Linked DNA regions of Mus musculus: region 1 is linked to region 2. Evidence: chromatin contacts called from public HiChIP or PLAC-seq data. All regions are on one chromosome and are shown on one strand. Each heading gives the region's core, a stretch centred on a gene start, on an enhancer-like site or on the middle of the called end of the contact. The rest is flanking DNA. Distances are from core to core; before and after follow the strand shown.

Region 1 (6,969 bases), core at 1,567-4,066, 75 kb after region 2:
AATACTGACATTCTTCAGGATAGTGACTTGCTCTTTATCATGACACATTTTTTTTTCTGAAGTTGAAGCTATTATTTATATAGTGACTACTTCAAAAAAATTGTATCCCCAGGTTTGAATTCTCTCATACTCAACCCACACATACTTAACTGCCTGCTGGACCCCATCATCAGCATCACCCTAAATTCAGCATCACAAAACTGCCTTCTTTCCATCCATCATCAAATTTGGTTAATATACATGCGTGTAGCAGAGAGTGAGCGAGCAAGCAAGGAGGAGAGAGAGACAGGGAGAGAGAGAGAGAGAGAGAGAGAGAGAGAGAGAGAGAGAGAGAGAGAGAGAGAGAGAGAGAGAGAGTTTTGTGTTTGTTACCTGCTGTGAGACAATGGTCAGATGACTAAGACTTTCCTAGATGATTTTCTTGACTATTCTCTCCCACCCTCTGCCTTCTTTAAAATAGTTATTTATGAATACCCCAGCTCTATTCTCTGGGTCCTTTTGTATCAATTAGTCCACATTGATGTGATTCAACACATGGTTTTATAAACATCATAGCCTGTCTTATTTTTTCTCTGTCCAAACACTGAAGCAAGATAAATTGCTATAAAATTCATATCTAAATGTTCCCAGCTTAAAACCAATGAGCTGCCTCTGTGATTCTCTGACCGAATATTCCCTAAACTCAGAAAGTCTGTTAGGCTCAGAATACATGGTCCCATGATCCAGTGTTCTTTCTTAGAATTCCTCAGCTTGTGTTTCTGTTCACTTGTGTCTTGTATCTTCAACACTGCATGGAAACTTTTTAATTCCCTAACCCATCTCCCACCCTAACCATTTCTTTTGCCAGGATCTTTTCCTGACATTGCAGTGGGTGATACATTTGTGTCTTTTCTGATGTCATAGTCTGTGTTCCTTTTTTCTAAGATACCAGCTTTTAGGAACTGGTAAATCCACCTGTCTAACTCTCCCAGTGCTGTCTACTCTCTAGTGCCTTGTCGCTTGTGTTACCCAGGTATCTGACACAGTTCCTGGTGTAGAATAGGTTTTCCATAACAATTTGCTGAATAAATGACCCCTAACTCTGAGCCTCCGCTCTGTCCCATTTCCTGTAATTCCGCTGCATGCTGAGCTTCCCTAATTGTTTCCAGCTAGTACCTTCATTTCAATACACTGCAAACTAAGCTCAACTTCCTCCAAGTCTCCAGACTTTCTTGTCTCTCCATGGCAACACTATTGTTCCAATCCCTGGGGCTCCAAACTCTGGCATCCTCTCTGACTCTTCTCCCTCCTTCACCAGGCATATCCAATGAACTGTCAAACCAGTAGATTCTGCTCTCACAAAATCTCCAATTGGTTTCTTCTTTTATTGCCTCCTCTGCTATAACCCCAAAGTAGATTTGTTATATTTTAACTAGATGATGAAAATACTGAGTCTCATGAATTTGTTCCCAATGTCTTTCTACTATGTCCACTATTAGTATTTGAAGTGTATTGTTTTAATTATGTCATCTCTTTCTTAGAAATCTACAAAGACTCAATAGTGATGGGCAGTCTCTGCCAATGGGCTGGCCCTCTGCCCACTTTCCTTCCTTCTTATATGGAAATCCTCCTCATGTATTTAGATCATCACAGACAATCCAGCGTTCCCAACTGTGCCAAAGGAAATATAATTTCTTCTATTTTATTTCCCTCACATAGTTCTGCACGGTACAATGTCACTGGTCAGTTCTTGATCTTTACTATGGCGGTGTGACTCTGACTATAAATGATGTTTTTGATAAATTTATTGAAGTTACAAGTGATAGGCTAGTGCTTTGTTGTTAATCCATCTTAGCACTAATAGTCAATTCTCCCTCATATTAGCAGAAAACCACCATCAAGAGATGGAAATGGAACAAGGCATATTGAAGTAAACAACCAGCTAGAAACAGAAATGCCCAGTATGCAACTGAATGACAGGAAGTAGAGCTAAGATGTCGAGTGCACACACACACACTCACACACACACACACACACACACACACACACACACACACACACACACACACATACCTTATAATGATCACAGCCTCATATACTCAGTTTCTCCCTAAAGACAAAGAGGCACTTGGCTCTGCTTTTCTAATTCCTCTACATATACTTGCTCAGGAAACAGACACTAACACATCAATCATAGATTCTCTTTTACATTCTCATAGCATTTCAGATACATATTTATTCCACTTCACATTCATAACGCTGGTCTGACTAAAACCAGAGGCACTGCAGGGTTAGTAGCTTGCTCTCCTTCCTCTGTGAGGCACTCTCCCAGAACTGTACACTTAGCAGAGTCCACTTCCAGCTATCAGCTGTGCCGTTGTTTCCTGAGGGTTTCAGACAACCACTGGGCAGCTCCGGAAATCTCTGTCCTTTCCAGGTAGGGTTCATATTCACATTTCCAGATTAAGCTGCCAGCCCCTCTGGGTCTTCAGAATGATAGGAGCTGGCCTTGGTCTGAACAAAAGGAACTTCATGCCTGACTTGTTCCCCTGGGAGAGCAAACACAGCCATGTTTACCCTCACCAGGGCACATTGGAAAGCTGAAGAAGGATCAGGCGTATTCACCCCTTTCCTGTTTTAGAGTAATGGGGAGCCCAGCTGGGGTGGTTACTGGACTCACAAAGAAACAGGCAAAATTTTGGCAAGTCACTGCGAGGCTTAGCAACAAAATTCACTTCCCCCATCTTCTTTCCCATCCATTTGGAATGAAGCTTGCCTCCAAACAGCATGAAACCCCTGGGAACTTCTTGTACCCTTTCAACAAATCAGCTGGATGAAGGGCGATGACTCAGTCTCCTTTGCCCTCCAAAGTCAGTGCCAGCTCTGGCTAAGCAGCAGTCCTAGCCTCATAAAGGGAACTATTTACCTCAGGTTCCCTCCCAGACTCCAGTTGGTCTCGCTGATGCTTCAAGGAGCATCAAAGAGGGTGTGTGTACTGGGTTTCATTACCCTTCAGCAAATATCTTTCTGATGGCCTGTTTGTGGAAATGTGCCCATTTACAGATGGGTGTCTCTTGCCAAGAAGAAAAGCTCAATGCAAATGAAAGAAGGCTCCTTCTTCTTCCCTCTTTAGTAATTATTTTTGTTTTGGGGGTGATGCAGGAAGTAAATGAAGATCAGCTCTGCCTGGTTAAAAACTGGTTCTGTTGACTCTTAGCCCTCAAAGTCTGCTAATTAAGTTGAAAAGCGCTACTCTACTCATGTAAAAAATCCATAAGTGAACACACACACTCAACAAACATACCACACACATATAGACACGTGGACACACACAAACACACAGACTCACATACACATGAAGACACCCACACCATACATACATACATACACACACACACACACACACACACACACTGGTTTATCTATTTGAAAACAAAATTGTCTGTTAACACTGTGTTGGTCTGCTCTGTAACTTATTCTGAGTCATATTAGAACAACAGGGCTGCAAGCAAATTGAGACCCAGAGCCACGACCTCACATGATGGGTGAGAGGAAAGAAGCCTCTGGCTATCATGCTGCCTCTTTTTTGTCTCAAAAGGAGAAGCCGTGTGATCCTGCTCATAGAAAATGAACCACGAGGTCAGAGGTCAGAGGTTATTAGTCTATCCAGCTTTATAACCTATAGCTGATAATTACTATGAATAGAGAAGCTAGAGAGAGGACCCCAGTCTTGCTCATCTCTCTCAGAGTTTAATTTCCTTACTACTGTGTTCAATCCGCCAACATTGCTTCTTCAGTGTTTCCATTATTTATCCTTCCCCATTTCACCCCTTCTCCCACTGTCATCCCAGCTCTTGTTTACCCTAGTCATATTATTACTATTTTATTTGTTTCAGCCAGTCCTTGTTCTCTGAAGAAACAATTAGTAAAGACTGGCTTATTGACAGATGCCTACTTCCTTGAAGAAAAGCTGAATTAAATTGTAGAGACAAATCCTTGCATTCCTATAAGTTTTTATGTTACAGGTTATAGTTTAATTTCATTTATTTTTGTTACTGTGTTTTAATTTGGCTCTTAGAGGAAAACAGCAAAGAGAAATAATATAGTTTTCATATTTATTTCCAATTTCTTGCTTTATATTTTATTTACAATTTTAAAATTTGGATGGATTTTTTTTCACACTCTGACCCGTCCAGCAGGTCCAGTTATTCGAGGATCTCGAGGGGACCTCCTCCTAAGAACCAAATGGGGGGTAGAGAGAGACGAGGGTCTTGTACGAATAACGACACGGAAACCGTTCTGAAGTTGTATCAAGACCCCCAAAATGTATTAGCCAGGTCCAAGGTTTAAATGCACAAGCAAAGGGGGAAGTACAGATACTTATCAGTGGGAGGGGTAGGGCAATACAAGCAAAAGGAGAAGTATTTATCAGTGGGAGGGGGCAATAGAATTGCACATTCTTAGGCAGTTACACGGGGAAGCAGGAACTTGGTGGTATCAGGGTGTGGTCAGGACACCGGTGATGACCCAGGGCTGGAACATCCCGTAGTTCTTGGAATCCATGTGTCGGTGGCCCGCTTTTGACCCTCTTTTCTTCTCGGGGGGAGAGGCCCAATTCAGAGATCAGGACAATAGCGTTGCCTTAATGGCTCCCAACAACACTCTTCTATGTTTCTCAACAAATTAAAAATAAAATGGATGCCAGTACAGACCTCTTAGATATTTCGAAGATGCATTTCTGAATATTAATGGAAAGATATCCATCTCTGGTTTTAAAGCAGCACAAAGATGAAATGGAACAACTAACTTAACAGACTGCCAATGTACTCTGAGAAGAATGAATGAGTCTGGAACAGGACTGAAGCATGAAGACATTGCAGAATGTATTTGTGGGTAAGCGATTACTCCTCCAAATCCATCCAGAGGTCCTCTCCTCGCTCTGACTATCAGGAGTATGGAGCACTGGATGTAGTTCTGTGTCTGTGTAGAGAGTTGTACCTCATTCCCCAACCCCCACATTTCTGGTACAGGTAAGTCTTCATTCTGGGTGTGCCACGGAGCCAGTGTCTGAATGGAATTAGGAAGGGCCCTGGTGACAAGGCTCAGAGTGCATTTCACTGGAACCTATGCTATATCAATCACAAGGGAGCCTGCTTGGTTCTGTCCTATGCTTTCTGAAACAGCTTTGTCTGAGTAGAACCTAACCTATGTGACCCACCTTTTATCCTTCTTGGTGTTCTGTTTAGATGGCCTCTCTCTTGGTGTTCCATTTAGATGGCTTCCCTCTTGGTGTTCCATTTATATGGCCCCCCTCAAGAGCTGGGTAAAAGGTGAGAACTCATAACTTGTCAAACACTGTTGAAGTTGTTTGTTTGACTGCTCTGTATCTGTTGCTATGCTAAAAGCTTCTTAATGGTACAGGATATCTCACTTGTCTCTGCTAATTAAGTTGAAGAGTGCTACTCTACCTGTGTATCAGAAGAAAAAAATCCATAAGTGAACACACACACACACATACACACACACACACACACACACACACACACACACACACACATCATACAAACACACACTGGTTTGTCTGTTTGAAAAAAGTATCTGTTAACTATGTGCTCTGAAACTTATCCTGAGTCATTTTCTGGCCTGGAGCTTGGAGCAGAGTAAATCTCAGTGTATGTAGGTGATTTATATATATAATGTAGCAACAACAGAGAGTGAAAGCAGAGGAGTAGATAACAGTCAGAGGAAATGTACTTTAAAAAAAAGGACATAAAGCATATTTTTAGATCCCATGATAAGGATTTAAAATGAAGTATATCTTTCTTCTCTCCCTTTCCTTCCTCCCAGATTCCTTCACTCACACTCTGCTCATGTCCCAGTCTGAATTGATAACCCTCTTTTCTTTGATTATTATGGGAAAGCATAATTTTACCAAAAGTTGCACTGATATTAATTCTTGTCTCCTCCTGAATGTATCATTTGGTTGGATGTCTGCTGTTCTAGAGAATTAAGGTAAAGAAGGTCGTCCGAGAAAGACTGTTCAGTTTGTGATCCAGTGACTAGAAGGCATGTGGGTATTGTCCTGGCTGTAAAGGGAGGTGGTTTGGTAGACTGTCCTCCTCCACCTGGAATATGCTCCCCACTCTCCCCCAGCACTGACCTTCTCCCGTGGTCATGTCTATGAGTTTATTGACGCTCTGAAACATCGTCAATACTACTTCACCTTTTCACCTGTTCTTCCTTTTATTCGTATTTCTTTTCTTATTCATCTAATATAATCCGAACCCTCAAGGATCAGTTCATATGATTTTCTACATGTAGATTAATCTAGGACTTTGAACATAATCTAAGCCCAGCACCTTCTTAACAGCTGGAACATGGTTGTCTATTCTCCCTAGCCAGCATGAGTCTGCATTACTCAAGTGGCTTTTTCATTGTCTCTTTGGATATTTTTACATCAGAGGAAAAATGGCCTTTGCAAGCTTGTTTTATCTTACTGTTTCTCCAGAGCATGCTTCTCTGCTGTGTTTACTGTCATAAATATAATGTCAGATTTTCACCATTCTTAGCCAAATGATCCTACCCATGTACATATGCCAATGCCTTGAACAGATGCTCTATCGTATTACTTGGTGATGGGATACAGTTTTCAGAAATTATTTATGGGAATGGCTAAAAATAGAATACTATATATTATAAAGCTGTTTTTCACTTGCAGCACACTTGATAGTGTGAGCATTTGGACAAATGGACAGATGAATGCAGCTAATATTTTCATTTCCATCTCAGCTTGAAGGAGAGATGCACAATGCCAAATAATATGCACAGTGCTGGTAACTTGGATCCTCCTCATTCACGATGCTGCCAGAAGGAAGCTCTGGCTTCTTTGAGGAGAGGTATAACCTTTGATATAAAAATAAAAAATAATTCTTATAGGTAAAACAAATTGGCCTTGGTGTTTTTGTTTGTTTTTACTTATTTATTTTATTT
Region 2 (7,514 bases), core at 4,244-6,743:
GTGTAGGCAGTTACTGTAAGTATTTTGTGAAGATGTGGCCATAGAACTCTGAGAGACACACACTCCATTCTTTCTGGTCCAGCCTCAGCTTCACAGGCACTTTGACTACCTTTGAGGTTTCAAGTGCTCAAATCAGGCTCAGTGATAGAATTCTTCCAACAAGGCCACATCTACTCCAATAAGACCATACTTCTTAATAGTGAAACTCCCAATATTAAACATATTCTACATTGTGGAGAGCCGTGCCGCTAGCAATCGCCATTATACGATGGCGTTGGCCTCCACTGTGCCTAATTAGTAAACAAGCCTTGTACGCAGGTGCGAGAGTGAACTCATGCCTAGTCACTCCCCATCTCGGGGCGTAGTAATGGGGTGATGGGCGAGCAACAAATCAGGAGCTGAAACGCCATGGCTGAGGGCTATATAAGCAACGTCATTTTCCGGAGTCGGGGTCTTCCCTCCTGAAGAAGCAATAAAGCTTGCTTGCTGCAGAAGAACCGGTGATTGCGTCTTTCTTGCCGGTCGAGTGGGACGCGACACTACATAGCAGCCTTATTTATAATAGCCAGAAGCTGGAAAGAATCCAGATATCCCTCAACAGAGGAATGGATACAGAAAATGTGGTACATTTACACAGTGGGGTACTACTCAGCTATTAAAAACAATGAATTTATGAAATTCTTGGGCAAATGGATGTATCTGGAGGATATCATCCTGAGTGAGGTAACCCAATCACAAAAGAACTCACATGATATGCACTCACTGTTAAGTGGATATTAGCCCAGAAACTTAGAATACCCAAGATACAATTTGCAGAACACATGAAACTCAAGAAGAAGCAAGGCCAAAGTGTGAATACTTCGTCCCTCCTTAGAATGGAGAACAAAATACCCATGTAAGGAGTTACAGAGACAAAGTTTGGAGATGAGACAGAAGGAACGACCATGCAAGACTGCCTCATCCAGGGATCCATACCATAATCAATAGTATCTGCCTTTATACAGAAGTGGATGCTCGGAGTCATCTGTTGGATGGAACATGGGGGCCCCCAATGGAGGAGCTAGAGAAAGTATCCAAGGAGCTGAAGGGGTCTACAATCCTATAGGTGGAACAACAACATGAACTAACCAGTACCCCCTGAGCTCATATTCTACATAGAAATAATAGAGGAATGTCTTTTGGCAGAGGGTGCTCAGCGAATTCTCCCCCTTTATGCTAAGTCCCTTCCCCATGCTTGTTATAGCTATATCAAGAAGCTTGATGGCCACCCAGGTTATCCTTTGCTTGCTGGAATGTGTAGCTCATGAATTCCATAAAAGCCCCAGTCATAGATACCATGGTTTGGGGATAGCAATTTAAACAGTTTTGGGTAGTCCTACACATTCAGACCACAGCACAGGGCTAGAGCTAGAATTATCTGTAAGAATAACACATAGGTATAGAAGCCTCTTGGGACAAACTGCCTAGGTGGTTTTTAAACTGGGAAGCATTTATAGAGCAACTCTGAGGCAGAAATTTGAGTTGAAAGACTACTTTCCATCTGCAAGGTAGATAAAGCTTACTCCTACCTCAATCTCCCTTTCCCCATATATGTGAAATAAATGCATTGGTTTTTGCTTTTCAAGGAATTTATGGAAAAAACAAACAAACAAACAAACAAACACTGCAGAATGCTAACTAGGAAGTAAGAAAAACCCTGCCAAAGTTAGTGGTTCAGAGAGTCCTGAAGTAGAAAGCAGGGGGAGAGGGGAGCTAGCCAGCCTTGACCCATCAGATATGGGACTTAGGACTTGGTACTATAGTGGCCTTCCCTGTGCCGTGCACCACTGAAGATATGGGGCATTGGATCTCCTGTATGCCCATCATGTGGCTTTGTTTGCTGTTTAGTGGTTTGAGGGTCTTTATCAGAGCTGGAAGGTCAATGGGAAGGTCTGAACACCTAAGATATGAAGAGGCTTAAGGGAGAAGGCTATCAGTCAGTGATCTCAGTCGTGTAAGGATACCCATATTTCGCATGGATGCATGTGTGCATGTGTGTGTGTGTGTGTGTGTGTGTGTGTGTGTGTGTGTGATTGCGTGTAGTAAGGGGAGAACAAGAAAACTGCAGTCTCCTCACTTAGTTCTTTCTCCCTGAACTTTGTCCTAGCAAGGTCAACTAGCACTATCCTTTACTATGCCTGTTGCCACTCTAAGATGTTTACATTGTTCTTCTAGTCAACTGCCCTTTCCATTGTGCCCTTGAAAATATTTTACTCAGTTGTATTTGCATGTTAAGTGACATATAGGGCCAGTGACTTTGGATCATCTCTCATCTACTGAAAGAAGAATGTGGATTCTCTTAATGTGAAATGATGATTCCAATAACAATAGATGGCTGGGCTTTCTACTAACTATTTTATCTGTGTGGTGGCTCTTATTTCTAATCTTCATTTTACAAGATCAGAAAGGGTGAGTGTCTGAGAGCAACTAGAAATTGCAGAATAAGATTTCAGCTTAGGAAGGTGATGTTCAACACTGCTTCTCACCCTGCTTATATGATCCTAACTTCCTCTCCTCTGAAGTTGTTTGTCCCTCTGTACCCAATCTTGGCACCTATTGGCCCGTCCGGCCTCTTGTCTATACATTCACTACCTAACTTACCTAACTATTTTGCTTCACTTTGTTAATATCTCAGTCAACACCATATACACAGATATTTTTAAACTGCCTCCAGAGTCAGCTTTTTCATTTGTAGAATGGGATTACAATGCATTTTATCTCCTATGACTATTCAGAGGATTCAGAAAAAACATACATATAAATGCCTTTGCAGAGGCCCTAATAGAACTGTTAATGAAAATAGTATGGAAAAAAATTAGTCACATTTAGTGAATATAAACAGTGGAACATAAATAGCTGAATAATTTGGCATGAGAAATACCATTAATAACTTGGATGCTTTCTGACAGAGCTGGTGGTCAAGAATACTTAGAACAGAGTTTCCCCATATCAGTTGCTCACAAAGCTGGGTCTACCCCATCTTTCTGTTTCCTTTGGGCAGTGATTCTGAATTCTCAGTTTATTTAAACAATAGAGATAAAACATATTCCCTGCCCCATCATTCTCAGGCTCATCCTGTGTTCATCATTGCTAATTAGACTTGGAATATTACAGTCCAAAGAAGGACGGTAAGAAGGCTTGAAACAGCTTACTAACTTAGTCAAAGGACATCAAGAAGGGGTAGCAGAGAGTCTAAATGTAGGGAAGAGAACTGTGAAAGATGCTTAGTTAGATGGCAAAGGAACCTAGATCTAGATACCTGGGTTCTCCAATTGGCTTATCCTGCTAATGCTGTATCTGTCATGCCCAAATTCCATGTCTTTCTTTTCAACTCTGATTTTTTTCTCACCCTAGTCTCCATCATTACCACCACCACCACTACTACCACCACTACCATCAGCATTTTCTCTGCTTGGCCCCTTCTCTTGTATACCAGTAGGTTACACTCAGCATACTGCCATTTTCTTCACCTTGCTGGACAATACTTTGCACACTGGTGTGTAGTGGGTGCTCAGTAGATAGTCACCAGAATGAGATTTATTTCTTCCCAGAAAGAACATCTCATGGGGAGTGGGAGAGGCCACAGTGGGCAAGATTTGGGGTAAAGCCATGCAGAGTAGGGCTAAGAAAAAGAGCGCTGTGTTCCACTTGTTTCAGAAAGGTCATGCTGGGCAGCACTCTGCCTGACTTTAAATAATGTGTGTTGTTGGAAGGGGTCTAGAAAAAGGTAAGTTTTGCCTGAGGAGGGCCTTTGTTTTCATCTTAAAAAATAATAAGCAACCTTTTCATGGGAAAAAGAAAAAATGACATTGCTTCATATAAAATGTTAAGGCTTAAGAGATTTTAAAAAAATACTGTCTTATTCATATGCATACAGCTGTGCATAGAGTCTTTGGTAGCTTAAATGCAAGAAGAACTCAGGATAACTGAGTTGAAATCCGATGCAATGCCTAATTAAAAATGCAAATTCAAAGTTGCTAGAGCTCTTCCAGCTGAGCAGAGTAAACAGGAGAGGGGAGAAAAGGTGGCATAAAGTCACATAGAGAACTGAAAGGATCCTGTGTGATACAAGAAGCAAGAAGCATAGAGGAGTCTGGTGTCAGAGGAGTAAGGGATGCTGGGCAAGAATCCTTGATGGGGCAGAATCAGAATCAGCTGAGCTTGAGCAGGACTTGAATTTTATTTCCAAGTATTGGACTGCTGCTACTTAGAGGAAATACCCTTGGCAAGTATTACTGAACCCCCACTGTGAATAAGCATGCAATGTATTATCCACTGCCTTTTCTGGGTTACACAGAAGTAGAAGAAAGATGAGAGGCAATCTAGGTTAGTGAGGTGGAGAATTTAACCCAATGTTTTGATGCAAAGACAATGATGCTATGATGAATGCAACCTACTGTACACAACTAAGGAACCAAGAGTTGGTGACAGGGCTTGGGCAGGAGAGTGCTACTGCTGAACAGATAAGATCAGAGTTGAGGACAGACATGAGTTTTCATGCAGTTTGGACATGGCAGATACAACATTAGCAGGACAAGCCAATTGGAGCACAAAGCTGGGTGGACAAGCCAGCTGAAGAATGCAGCTATGTAACGTGCATTCTTGCCTGTTTGTCTCACCCATCCAAACTTCCAACATCTATGTCTGCTCCACAGAAGTAGCTGACTGAGGAGAGGAGTATACAGCTTGCAGAGCATGACATTAAGAGAGACGCCTTCCCTGAGTGGACAGAGTGGAAGGGCATCACACAGACAGGGCTTTTTGTCCTCTGTGCACCAGTGTGAAGATTTAATGCTAAGCACAGAGGCAGTCTGAACAGTGTAGAATAGGGTTGCTTGAAGTCCACGAACTGCTCAGCAAACACTAGACACAAAGCAAGATCTCTTTTTGTTCTGGGTTTTTCTGGGGGATGGTTCGTGAAAACTGGTTAGCTTTTTTTTTTTTCTTAACAAATCTAATATGACCAGCCTTCTGTAATATGTGAGCTTCACATATTACATATTCACTTCATAGCATGCCTATGCCTTATGTACAGCCCAACAGAGGCACTCTTCATATTCGTTGGAATCACCAGGAATGCTGCTGAAATATAAGCCATTAGGACCACCCTAAGACATTTATATTCTTCTGAACTAGTGTGGAGCCCAGGGAACAAGATCTCTTGAAATCCTTCCGGCTAGGCTACAGGCACTGGTTAGCCAAATGGGCTTTTCTTTCATCTTTAAAACATGCCCCAGAGTTCCCCTCCTTTGTGCTTTTATGAATTTCAAGGTTAGAAGCAAAATTCTGTTATGGATGTTCGTCATCTGTATTTGAAAGAAAATAGTAAAAAACGTTGGTAGACGTCTAGTTGGCCGTGCTAGTTTGATCTGCAGGCTCCACAAAGGTGTTGCATCCCTGGAGTCCGTTAGGATCAGTCAAGGGCAGATATGAACGCTGTACTAACAGATACCATGAGAGGGCAGCAGAGAGCTGGCAAGATTTTCTCTACAGGGCAGGGAAATCTGGCTAGGCCGGATGGAGAATTCTTGGCAGATGCAGGAGGAGGAAATGTTTGAACCTTTATGGGGAGCAAAGGATGTAGTTATCTTTGCTCCATAAATATCTTAAATCGGAGTCATTACTCAATTGATAAACTGAGATCAGTGGAGGACTGAACACGGTGGGGTCAGTTTTAAACAGGAGCAATGGACTTATGCTCTGAGATATTGGCGAAAACCTCAAACAGCAAGCCAGTTTGTGAGATGAAGCTGGGTCTTATAACTACTCATGAGACCCATAACCTGAAGAGTCTTTTGCCTAGATTCAAACCCAAATCAAGAGAAAAAAAAATCTTTATCTAAAAGTTGAGCAAGTCTTTGCAACCTAAAAAAACACATGTGAACAGGGTATGGAAAGGAACAGATGAGAGCCAGGATTGCACCGGTGGCTGCTGACATCACTGACAAAGTCTCTATAAAGCTAGTGCCTTCCCCATCGGGAATAGCCATTAGAAGCTCGAGGCAGACACAGGGGTGGTATGTGGCTTGAGGCACACGGGACCTCCTTACTAGATAAACTCAGAACCAGAAATGTAAACTACAGAGATAGCACCACACCCAGAGAGACTATTTCAAGGTAAGCTGGCAAAAGTTTGAGAATTGCACACTGCTTTGTTGCTGGTAGTGTGGGCTTGGTGCTACCTTAGACTGACATTTCCAGATTGTTCCCTGACATCTTGCTGGTGTAGGTGCAGACCTGAGCCTCCACCTCACTTGGGAGCTTATTACAGTGTTGAATCCTTGGGTCCTGCCTCAGACCTACAGAATCAGAATTTGCATTTTAACAAGATCCCCAGGTGATTCATATGCATATTATGCATATTAAAATTTGAAAAGTCCTCTGCTAGAATCCAGTCTGGATAGGATCTGATGCCACTGATGTTATCGAAGATTAATAAGGACACTTTGGAACAGGGAGATAGACATGCTTCAGTAACATTAAGTAGGTATGTTACTAATGTGTATATTTGGGGTATTTTGTTGTTGCTATATCCTATTTTGTTTCTCATAGTTACATACAACATTGACAAACATCTTTTTTCAGAGACCCAGTAGTAGGGAAAGCTGTGTCCTATTTCAGTTTGAAGGAACATGTGGATCAAAATTGGCGTTATTCAAAAAGGATACATGATTTGTTGGAGGTTGTCACTTCTGTGTGCTGACTCCTATCTCCCAAAAGTAGCTTGGTTGCTTCTATTTCTTCTTCTTTTCTATTTAATTAAAAAAAATTTGCATACACTGTGTTCTGATAATGCTTTTCTCCTCCTGTAACTACTCTTCCCAGATCCTCCCTGTCTCCCCACCCATCCAACACCACATCCCCTTTCTCCCTTTCTCATAAAAAATAAAAATAAAAAAGAATGTCCTTCACAGACTCACCTGTTTGATGTTTGTATATTTGGTCCTTAGCTGACGATGCTGTTTCAGAAGGATGTAGAACCTTTAATTGGTGAAGTCTTGCTGGAAAAGGGGAAGCACTGGGTCAGGGTGGGTTTTGAGATCTTACAGCTCAGCACCATTTTCTGCTTGGTCTTTGCTTCCAGACCCTGAAAGCAGTGTGACCATCTGGCCTCCTGACCTGCTGCTAGGCATTCCCTACCACCATGACTATGCCTCCTTAAACTGAAGCTGAAGTAAGCTTTCCCACCTTATGAAGTTTTTTTTTTTCCACAATGACGAGGAGCATAATTAATATGCTAGCTGAATGCCATGTACTTTTAGAGGCCATTAGTACATTGATCACAAGACAGTATATGCTTGTATTCGTTTCTTGTCAATGTTTAAAGATAATGCACCAATTCAGAAGCTTAGAAGAGCACAACTTTATTTTCCTATAGTTCTGGAGGTCCAAATTCCAGTTCACTGGCCTACAGCGATGGTGTCAGCAGGACTTGGTTGTGGAGTGTTGGGTGGGGAGGATCTGAGCCTTATCTT

Evidence for each region. HiChIP or PLAC-seq counts read pairs in DNA pulled down with a chosen protein or histone mark.
Region 1: a contact with region 2 is called in an H3K27ac HiChIP or PLAC-seq map of neural progenitor cells, with 6 times the contacts expected there. The contact joins two enhancer-like sites. A contact is called at or near these places in 3 of 484 Hi-C or Micro-C datasets (forebrain, nephron progenitors and stem cell-derived neural progenitor cells) and 3 of 115 datasets of contacts at active chromatin or transcription factors (astrocytes, neural progenitor cells and stem cell-derived neural progenitor cells).

What each region holds. Positions count from the first base shown.
Region 1 is chr2:123,384,640-123,391,608 of GRCm38.p6, forward strand. No RefSeq gene overlaps it. Among named protein-coding and RNA genes, the nearest start is that of Gm39919, 410 kb to the right of the region's middle. Within about 2 kb of position 2,817, at least 27 of the 459 cell types and tissues checked have an H3K27ac peak or open chromatin away from gene starts, as enhancers often do. A contact at or near this core is called in neural progenitor cells, where this site is marked.
Region 2 is chr2:123,306,913-123,314,426 of GRCm38.p6, forward strand. No RefSeq gene overlaps it. Among named protein-coding and RNA genes, the nearest start is that of Gm34430, 380 kb to the left of the region's middle. Within about 2 kb of position 5,494, at least 14 of the 459 cell types and tissues checked have an H3K27ac peak or open chromatin away from gene starts, as enhancers often do. A contact at or near this core is called in neural progenitor cells, where this site is marked.